Linked DNA regions of Mus musculus: all the other regions are linked to region 3. A link is a contact called in public HiChIP or PLAC-seq data. All regions are on one chromosome and are shown on one strand. The core of a region is the stretch at or near the end of the contact, and the rest is flanking DNA. Distances in the headings are between cores, read along the strand shown.

Region 1 (3,009 bases), core at 388-2,887, 190 kb after region 3:
ACAAAACACCCATGGAAGGAGTTACAGAGACAAAGTTTGGAGCTGAGATGAAAGGATGGACCATGTAGAGACTGCCATATCCAGGGATCCACCCCATAATCAGCATCCAAACGCTGACACCAATGCATACACTAGCAAGATTTTATCGAAAGGACCCAGATGTAGCTGTCTCTTGTGAGACTATGCCGGGGCCTAGCAAACACAGAAGTGGATGCTCACAGTCAGCTAATGGATGGATCACAGGGCTCCCAATGGAGGGGCTAGAGAAAGAACCCAAGGAGCTAAAGGGATCTGCAACCCTATAGGTGGAACAACATTATGAACTAACCAGTACCCCAGAGCTCTTGACTCTAGCTGCATATGTATCAAAAGATGGCCTAGTCGGCCATCACTGGAAAGAGAGGCCCATTGGACACGCAAACTTTATATGCCCCAGTACAGGGGAACGCCAGGGCAAAAAAGGGGGAGTGGGTGGGTAGGGGAGTGGGGGTGGGTGTCTATGGGGGACTTTTGGTATAGCACTGGAAATATAAATGAGCTAAATACCTAATAAAAAATGGAAAAAAAAAAAAAAGAAAGAAGTTAGTAAGACATGGGATAGGAATTGCTTAGGATTTATTTGCAATTATTACTTGTCTAAAGTTTATGTAATTCTAGGGCTAGACTACATTTTTTATGTTCTTTTATTTACTTGGGTTTTTTGAGACAAGGTAGATCTTGCCAGGTAGCCCAGGCTGGCCTCCAATGGAAATTTCCGTCCTCCTGCTCTGTTTCCCAAAAGCTGGAATAACAACTTTAGGTCTTCTAGGTTTGTGGTTAGTGTTTTAGACTACTGTTGATCTTTCACCCTTTCAAGTGCATGCCAACTTGCAAATAGGGTTGGGGAGGGACAGAGTTTGTGGGTCTGAATAAAAATGCCCGAGGTGAGAAATTTTAGGAGCAGTTAGTTAAGCAGCTTATGAAACTGATGAGATATTGTAGAATCTTGCCCAAGGATATCCCACCTTGTGATGTTTCCATGTCAGAGCCCCCCATCCCTTCCATAATGCTGAAATGTTTTCCCTTTTCAAATTTAGCATCTCCAAAAATCACATAGCTTGCACAAGTGGCATTTTGACAGTCTCTATTGTAGGTAAGAAAGATGTTAGTGAGCTGCAGGGTAAGAACTTGCTATAGATTTTCTATTGTTCCTGTTGTGAGTTATAGGTTAAGAAATTGCTATGAATTTCCTATTGTTCCTGTTTATACTGGATCATCTCTTCCTGCAGCTTGCAGTAGTTAGAGGCTAAGAAAGAACCCTGGTTGATTGAATTTGAATATTACTACGGCATCTTAGCACTCAGCATTTCTCCACAGGACAGACCATAGCTGGCACATCCCTCTGATCACAGCAGATAGGCAACGATGTTCCATAAAGGGCTGAACAAGAGTAACAAGGAACATATTGATTGGCTCTTTGCATAGGTAGGCAGGGAGACTGCTTCCTTATTCTGATTTGAGGGGTTATAGATTGCGTGCTTCAGAATGTCTGTCTTAAATCTTAGCTGGAGATTCTCCTGTTACTGTCATCTCACATCCAGGAAGAGACCATCTCCTGAAGTCTCCCTAGTTTGAGAAGGCAGGAGGGCACGGTTAGCTTGGAGTAGCTAGCCGTTGCCATAGCAACCAGAAGCAAGGCCCTGAGGGGATGAAACATTTGGCAGGCACATTTGTAGCAGAAGGAAAAGAGACAGGGGAAGAGGTTACCGGAGGTGGCACTGTAATTGGGAGCCCTGGGCAGTCGTGGAACAGTTACCCATAAGACAGAAAGTTACCTCTCATTTTAGTCAGGCACAGTCCTCAATTTCTCTGTCATCAAGTTAGCCATTGTTCTCCTTGCGAATTGCTTGCCTCTCCTCTCCTTAACAACAGTATAGTCTTTTAAAAGTCTAGACTATATCATCCTGTAGTCTATTTCCAAGACACATGCAGTTTTTCAGAGCAACAGCAAAGCCCTTAGACTCTATCCCCACAGACTTGGCTACAGGACACAGAGACAACTGGCCAGATACCAACACCTATCTTACTGGGTTCCCAGATATTCTTCTGGGACAATGGATTGTAGGAGGGAGGAGATGGCAGTTCACACACAAAAGATTAAAACTTCAGGAAGTTGTCCTTCAAATGAAGGCTTTCGATGTTCATCATCAACAACAACAAGACAATCTTAGAATTGTCACCGAGCAGGAGGAAATCTTAAAGGTCTCTCTCATCTCCACGCCCTTTTATAGAAGAAGCACGCCAAGAGCCAGAGAGGTTGATCATGTCCCCTGGCCACCTAATTACCCTGCCATTTCTTATTATGGCTGTGGAAGAACCTGAAGGTTTCCAAGTGCTTTCCATTTGGATGCACTGGAAAGCTGGTTTACCTATCAACAGGAAATATTAACACAGAGGCTAACAATGGCCAATGTGTTTGTGACAGAAGTAAAAGCTGACCTGTGCCGAGTCCTAACAGTCATAGGACAAAGGTACCTATGTCTCATGAAATTCCTCAACAATCCTATCAGATTACTATCTGGGGGCCAGTGTACAGACAGAATATGGACATTGGAAAAAACTCAGTAAATTATGGCCAAACAGGCAAGAAACAGGCTTAAGGTCTGCCTCAGTCTTTACTTCTTCCTACAACACTAAAACTCTCTCTCCTGGCTTGTTCCACATCTCAGTTTTCTATTAGAAAAACCAGAATTCAACAGTACTTGTACTCAAAAGCTCACTGTGACAAGCTAAGGCTGGCTCTAAAGAAAGTCACTTGATTCAGCCATCTAACCACATCCCTTAGGAATTCATGCATGAGGAAGAAAAAATGACCTTTCTCTCATAATAAATGTAAAACATACCTTTTACACTCAATTTGAAAACTCAAACCAAAGATAAAAGAGAATTAAATCATTCTATACTAATTATATCAAGGATCTATAGCCAAGAAAAATTTTGTCTTCCATGTCAAAGACTGTAATTTCTTAT
Region 2 (2,992 bases), core at 265-2,764, 170 kb after region 3:
TTCTCTAGTAAGATGAAAGATCTACACTCTTGTCCATACTATAGTATTAAAAAGGAAAATGTGGAGATCATATAATTACCAGTAGCTAATATGGATGAAGTGATTAGAGCATTACATCTGTTTTATTCAGCTGAGAAAAGAAAAATTAGGCGCATAGAGTCATACACCTCATACCAGGTCACTGAGCTGAGTTACAGAGTCAAGTTCAAATCCAGATACACCTACTTCAGCATCTCCTCAAGACTGTGGAACCATGACAGGAGGTTCCTGCTTTCATAAAAATCAGGCAACAGATCTGCAGGATCTGAGAACATGGGTTTGGGAAGAAAGACTCTTACTATGGTTGTTCGGCCTTCATCTTGCAAGGTTTAAAGATGTGTAATGGCAATTGGATTTACAAAGAGTCTAGATTTTTGGCTACACAGGCAAGAATATTAACTGTTCCCCCCTAGCTAGATAACACTGGGCATCACTTAAAATTTTTCTGTCAGCAAAATTGAGAGTACAAGAGTATACCTACATTACATATTAGCACATGCTATAAGAGACCATTTATCCATCCGTGTAACTGCCCTCAGGCCAGGTGCAAGATTCAGAGTGACAACCACAGGCCTAGTCTCTGGTCTTTTGGAGCTCGTCATGTGATAGGCATATGGAGAGCTTCGATCTGAGCTTGAATAAGGTAAATGTTTTCTGGCTTCTCAATCACATGGTCAACTTTAGTTTTGGAAATAGACAAGCCAGAGAAACGCCCGGGTCAGAAGCATTAAGTTGCACATGTTTTAGTTTTTGATTGCTTTCTTTTATTTAACTGCTACAGCAGCCCAGTCACACTCAGAGGTGCTCCCAGGATGTTTTCATCCTCTGTGCTTTTAGAAAACAAAGTTCAAAATGGCACTCTGTTTAAAGAAGGGGAGAAGGCAAGGGGAGCAGGAAAGGAAGAGAGAGAGAGAGAGTGGGAGGGGAGAGGGACAAAGGAGGAAAAAGAGGAAGAGGAAGAGGAAGAGGAAGAGAAAAAAAATACAAACCAGACACAGCAAATTCAGCAAAGACTCAGGAAAGAGAATGTAACCAGAAACTTCCTAGTTGTTTTCTAGGCTGCTTTGGTTAACTTTATCATTCATATAGCATTTCTTTATAAAAAAAATTACAGAGATAAGTGGGTTAAAAATAACTTAACTCAATATGTTCACCTCTAAATTATACTTCAGTTAAGTTGTGAAGTTACTTATTGGTTCTCAATATCCCATGGGATCCAATGTATGTATCAATTTATCTAGAATAAATAGACATTAGGAATACATCATGCCTCCCCAATTTTATATGGATAAGTTTCTTCCTCGGGAGTTTCCACAGTACTGTGGAAAGATTAATAAGATGTAAAGATTTGTAGTCTCGTGTGGGGGTTTTCCCTATTACATGACTGACTCTCCCTTTTAAACAAAAGTGCTCAGTGCCCAGATGCTGGTCAGTCTGCAGGCTCATCTCCCAAGTCAGTCATCTGACTGCGTTTTTTTATGCCCCGTGCACAAAAGGGACATTTAGTGCAACGGCACTAATGGAAACTAAAGGCTGTTGTCAAGTCATCTGCCATTGTGTTTATATTTATAACCACCACAGCTGTCTGAGGCTCAAATTAGCATCTTTGAAATAAGTTCAGCTCTTTCAGCACCGATCTAGAGGCATTTAAAAGAGAACAACAAACGTTGATGCGGAGATCTTTGCCTGGATGGCCTCGAGAATAAAAAATCTCTTCAGAAACCTAAGCTCTGCTGGTTTTGGCTGGCTTGCTTGTTGTTTGTTTGGGGTTTTGCTTTTGTGTTTGTTTGGTTGGTTGTTTTCAAATATCATGGTGGGATAACTTAATAAATCTCCTGTCTCTGTCTCTGTTGCCTGACCATGGAGCCCATTTCCCTAACTGGGTTGCCTTGACTGGCTTCAGTGGGAGAGAATGAGCCTAGTCCTGCAGGGACTTGATGTGCCAGGGTGAGTTGGAACCCATCGGGGACCTGGCCCTTCTCAGAGGGGAAGGAAAAGGGGGAGGTACTGTCTGTGGGGAGTGGGGGTTGTGGTCAGGATGTAAAGTGAATAAATAAGTTAATTAATAGAAAAATATATAAACCTCTAATTTTATTTAACTGCATTCCATGGGCACATCAATTAATGTGCATGTGCCCATATGAATTCATATAACTCATCGTAACTCAGATGAAAGTGAACTCTTTCTCTGGAATACTTTTGCTCATCCAGAGAATCCCCAAACCCAACACTTTGATTCCTGAATGCTTTGTCTGGCAGTGGAAAGAGGAACCACTTCCTGGAAAGACAACTGTTCAGGTCAACAGTCAATGCCTGGAGAGCGCATCCCGGAACCTCTTGTATAGAAGCAAAGGACCAGCTCTCCTCCACAGCACCTCTCCAAATGCTTGTTACTGCAGAAAACAAGTCTGTCACGGGAGTCAGGAAAGCCTGTATGTTTGACACAGATGAGCTGGCAGTAAGTCAGTCAGTGTGCCAACCGCCCCAGGGACCTGACAGCAGGCATTTCAAGCGATGCTACAGAGATCCTTCAGCTGGGCTCCTGGGATTTGCATTGGGAACACTCTCTGTGTTCGACTTCCAAGATGAGATTCTCGAATGGCACAGTTGTGAGACCCAGCTAGATACCTGGAGCAGAGGAATTTATTTACCAAATGAGAGAAGACAGTTGAATGTTTTATTCAAATGGTGAGTTCTTTCATGCCCTCTGAGAATTTCAACCTAATATGTTGAAGTCCAAAGCCATTAAACTGATGAGTGTTCTATGATGTTCTGCTGTTCCCCTGGATTTATGTAGTAAACCCCATATGCACTACTGGGAAGTCAAAAGGCCTGGATTCTAATATTAGTCTTGTCATCATTATCCTAGTCTACTCCACTGGGTTTTAAAGCAGTGAGTAGATAATATAAAGAAATATTGTGAAAACTTTCAAGTAATGACCTACCTAATAGA
Region 3 (3,178 bases), core at 588-3,087:
ACCTTAGTACTCTGAACTTTATTAAACAAACATTTCCCTGACACCCCTGATAAACACAGAAAACACAATTTTAAAAACTGAAATTATTAAGGTCTGAGGAACAGCATTAGGTTGTCTAGTTCCACTTATTATTTGAATGAGTATTTGATAAATTGCTGAATCAAATAAAAATCAAATCTACTTTTATTAGAATCTTGGTTTTCTCTGAAACCAATCTGAGAAAATAAAAATAGCTGCAATTTACAAAGCTAATCTACCGACAAAGGAAATAAACAGTCTTTACAAGAATACTTAATTATTCAGACTACACCTCTTTCATAAGTTAAGGTTTGTTGTGTTCAAAGAGTTTGAATTTTCATTTAGAGATTATTAAAAATAAATTCACACTAACAATTAAAAATTATTAGTAAGCAGGACTTTAGTGCTCAGTCGACTTAAATGTCCATTTCAATGCCTTTAAAAAAAATCAAGATCTTTGTTTCCTATATGAGTTATCCTGCTACATTTAATGACCTTACCGTGCACCAATTAATAGCTCTCATAACTTTTCTTTTAAAATGTTCTATAGCTATTACTCATATACAGTTGAACATTTTCACTGATAATCGTATTTCCATGTCAACCGGTTTTATATGCAGAATTTAACAATTATTTGGCCAATCAGCAATCAGACGACTTCTTTACAAATGAAGTTTTATTCCAAATCACTGAAACAACTCTTATCCTCCAACTAGCCCAACACACCATTCTGTGCCCAACACTGATACTCTAACTAGCCCAACACACAGCGCCGTGCCCACACTGCAGAGTACTAGCTAGCTAGCACTTTAACACTCGGACCCTGTGATCAGTCATTTCCTTTTCGTAGACTGCCAACTTTAACAATAGAGTACTGACACATCAACACACAATGGTGTGTGCTGCACACACACCGAATCTCAGCAAACGTAGAGGAAGGACCAATATCCTGTTCGGATTTTTGACAGCCTCATAATCCCTGCCCAGAACCAAGAGCCTAGTGTCTGTCCTTGGTGCTGAAACGCAGCTTTTCTGTCCCCGACTAAAATACTAGGAGGCTCACCCCAGTTAGACAGACACTCCTGGGGTTCAGAGGTTTGCAAGAGAATGGGTAAGTTTTTGTTCAAGCCTATCCAGTCTAGCCTTCGCGGTGGCGGGTAAGTCCCTGGTCGGGAGACCCAAGATCTGCCTGCTGCAGAATAGGCAACACCGGGCCGCGGACCCGAGAGGCGCCCTCTCCACCGCGGAGCATTCTCCCGCGGATCCGAACGGTTCCTTTTCCCCAGTGGAGCCCTCTCCCGCGGACCCATTGGATCCCTCTCCCCCGGTAGCCTTCTCCCGCGGACCTGAGCGGCGCCCTCTCCTAAAGACCAGAGAGGCGCCCTCTTCCCCCAGCAGCCTTCTCCCGCGGACCCGAGAGGCGCCCTCTCCCTCCAGCAGCCTTCTCCCGCGGACCCGAGAGGCGCCCTCTCCCAGGGACCGGACACCTCCGCCCGCGTCCTTTTGTCTCCCGCCGGTGCCTCCGTTCCTCACCATCACGGTCGCACAGCTGGATGGCCTCCAGGCTGAGGTTCTTGATCTCCTCACACGGACTACTGGGGCTGCTGAGGGCATGGTCCAGGCGCGGCACCTCCATCTTCGCGACCCCGCGTCGAAGCCAGGCGCCAGCGGCCGGCGGGGCGAAGGGCGGGAAAGGCCTGAGAAGGCTGAGGACGAGGGCAACCTCCGGTCGGGAGTCGCGGCCGAGGCGGCGGCGGCGGTGGTGGTGGCGGCGGCGGCAGCGGCGGCAGAAGCTCCTTCGAGTGCGCGGCTCGTAGACTGAACGCCGGCCGGCGCGAGCGCGGGAAGAGCGCGCTCTCGCCTGAAGGGAGGGCCGCGCACGCTCACGGGGGCGGGGCTGGCGGTGGACGCGCCTACCTGCCTGCACCCGGGCCCCGCCCCTTTCCTACCTCTCGCAGACCCCGCCCCCTGCCTGCCGCCCGCCCTTGCGCACACGCGCACGGAGGACAGGGGTCCGGGGTCGCGCCTACCTGCCTGCACAGGGCCCCGCCCCTTTTTTACGGCACGCGGACCCCGCCCCCTACCTGCCGCGCGCGCGTACGCGCACGGACGCGGACGCGCCCTCCGCTCTCCTCTCTAGGGCTCCGCTCCCAGCCAGTGGCGCGCCCACGCTCTGACACGCCTCCATCGCTGCCCTTGTCCTGGGGCGCGCACCCGCAACCTACCTGCGGGCGCGTAGACCGTACCCCCCGGGGCGCCTGTCGCGCGCACGCGCATGCGCGCCCCACTGCTTCCCTGCGCATCCCGACCCCGCCTGCCGCGCGCACGCGCCCTCGCTTGGCTCTCCCGCGCGCCTTCTCCCGCTGGAAGCGAAGGAGGATGGAGCGCGCGAGGAGCGCGGGCTGTGGCAAGCTGCTCGGCGCGTCGCGCTCGCCCGGCGATGGCGGCTAGGCTCTTTTCACAATGCCAGGTAGAGCCGGACGGCCACCCCGGGCTGCGGCGAGGCGAGCGCGCGCCTGTTGCTTGTTGAACACACATTGGGAAACTGAGGCCCGAGCCGCCTAGGGTTCCCGGTCCCCGCTCTGCGCGCCCAGCCGCCGTTCCTCACCAGGCCCCGCAGTGAGCAATGAGCGGCCACCTGAGGACTGCACCGGGCAGCGAGCGCGAACTCAGGTCGGTGCTGCGGGACAGGTGAGGCTACACAGGATGCTGGCGGCTGGCTGCTGAGGAGGCAGCTTCCGGGTGACAGCCACTTGTCAGCTTGCCTCCTCACCCACTCAGCTAACAAACAAGTCTTCAGTGCTCTCCCTGGGCCCGGCATTGTTCTGACTGAAAAATACAGGCTGAAACACATCACCTGTTCTTTGTTACCCTAGAAAATGAAAGGGGGACCTGTGGTCTTCCAGTGATGGCCATATTTGCACGCCCCATTGCTTTCAGGAGCACCTAAGATATTTCAGTGCACTCTGATGGTGCAAAGGTTTTAAAAATAAAGCCTATATAGATGACAGCCTGTTGGCCTCTGTTCTCATTTACTGATTCGGAATGTTATTTTGTTTTTCTTGGTATCACGGGATCAAAAGAAGCCCCTCTCCCCCTTGTATTATTTATAGTTATTGGTAATAATTTATGTTCCATGTTTACTCATTTTCCAATTTCA

The links. HiChIP or PLAC-seq counts read pairs in DNA pulled down with a chosen protein or histone mark.
Region 1: a contact with region 3 is called in an H3K4me3 HiChIP or PLAC-seq map of neural tube, with 3 times the contacts expected there. The contact joins the enhancer-like site here to the promoter of Phyhipl in region 3. A contact is called at or near these places in 1 of 484 Hi-C or Micro-C datasets (nephron progenitors), 10 of 115 datasets of contacts at active chromatin or transcription factors (SST interneurons, embryonic basal ganglia, embryonic forebrain and 5 more) and 2 of 9 other capture datasets (adipose tissue and liver).
Region 2: an H3K4me3 HiChIP or PLAC-seq map of neural tube shows a contact between it and region 3, with 2.7 times the contacts expected there. The contact joins the enhancer-like site here to the promoter of Phyhipl in region 3. A contact is called at or near these places in 1 of 39 promoter capture datasets (embryonic stem cells), 3 of 484 Hi-C or Micro-C datasets (brain and nephron progenitors), 11 of 115 datasets of contacts at active chromatin or transcription factors (SST interneurons, embryonic basal ganglia, embryonic forebrain and 7 more) and 4 of 9 other capture datasets (adipose tissue, embryonic stem cells, liver and 1 more).

What each region holds. Positions count from the first base shown.
Region 1 is chr10:70,787,599-70,790,607 of GRCm38.p6, forward strand. No RefSeq gene overlaps it. Among named protein-coding and RNA genes, the nearest start is that of Gm40689, 42 kb to the right of the region's middle. Within about 2 kb of position 1,638, at least 22 of the 459 cell types and tissues checked have an H3K27ac peak or open chromatin away from gene starts, as enhancers often do. A contact at or near this core is called in SST interneurons and neural tube, where this site is marked.
Region 2 is chr10:70,765,132-70,768,123 of GRCm38.p6, forward strand. No RefSeq gene overlaps it. Among named protein-coding and RNA genes, the nearest start is that of Gm33979, 26 kb to the left of the region's middle. Within about 2 kb of position 1,515, at least 25 of the 459 cell types and tissues checked have an H3K27ac peak or open chromatin away from gene starts, as enhancers often do. A contact at or near this core is called in SST interneurons, neural progenitor cells, neural tube and 1 more, where this site is marked.
Region 3 is chr10:70,597,454-70,600,631 of GRCm38.p6, forward strand. It overlaps Phyhipl (phytanoyl-CoA hydroxylase interacting protein-like), which reads right to left and starts at 1,838. Exons shown (of 5, transcript NM_178621.4): 1 at 1,552-1,838. The coding sequence starts at 1,654.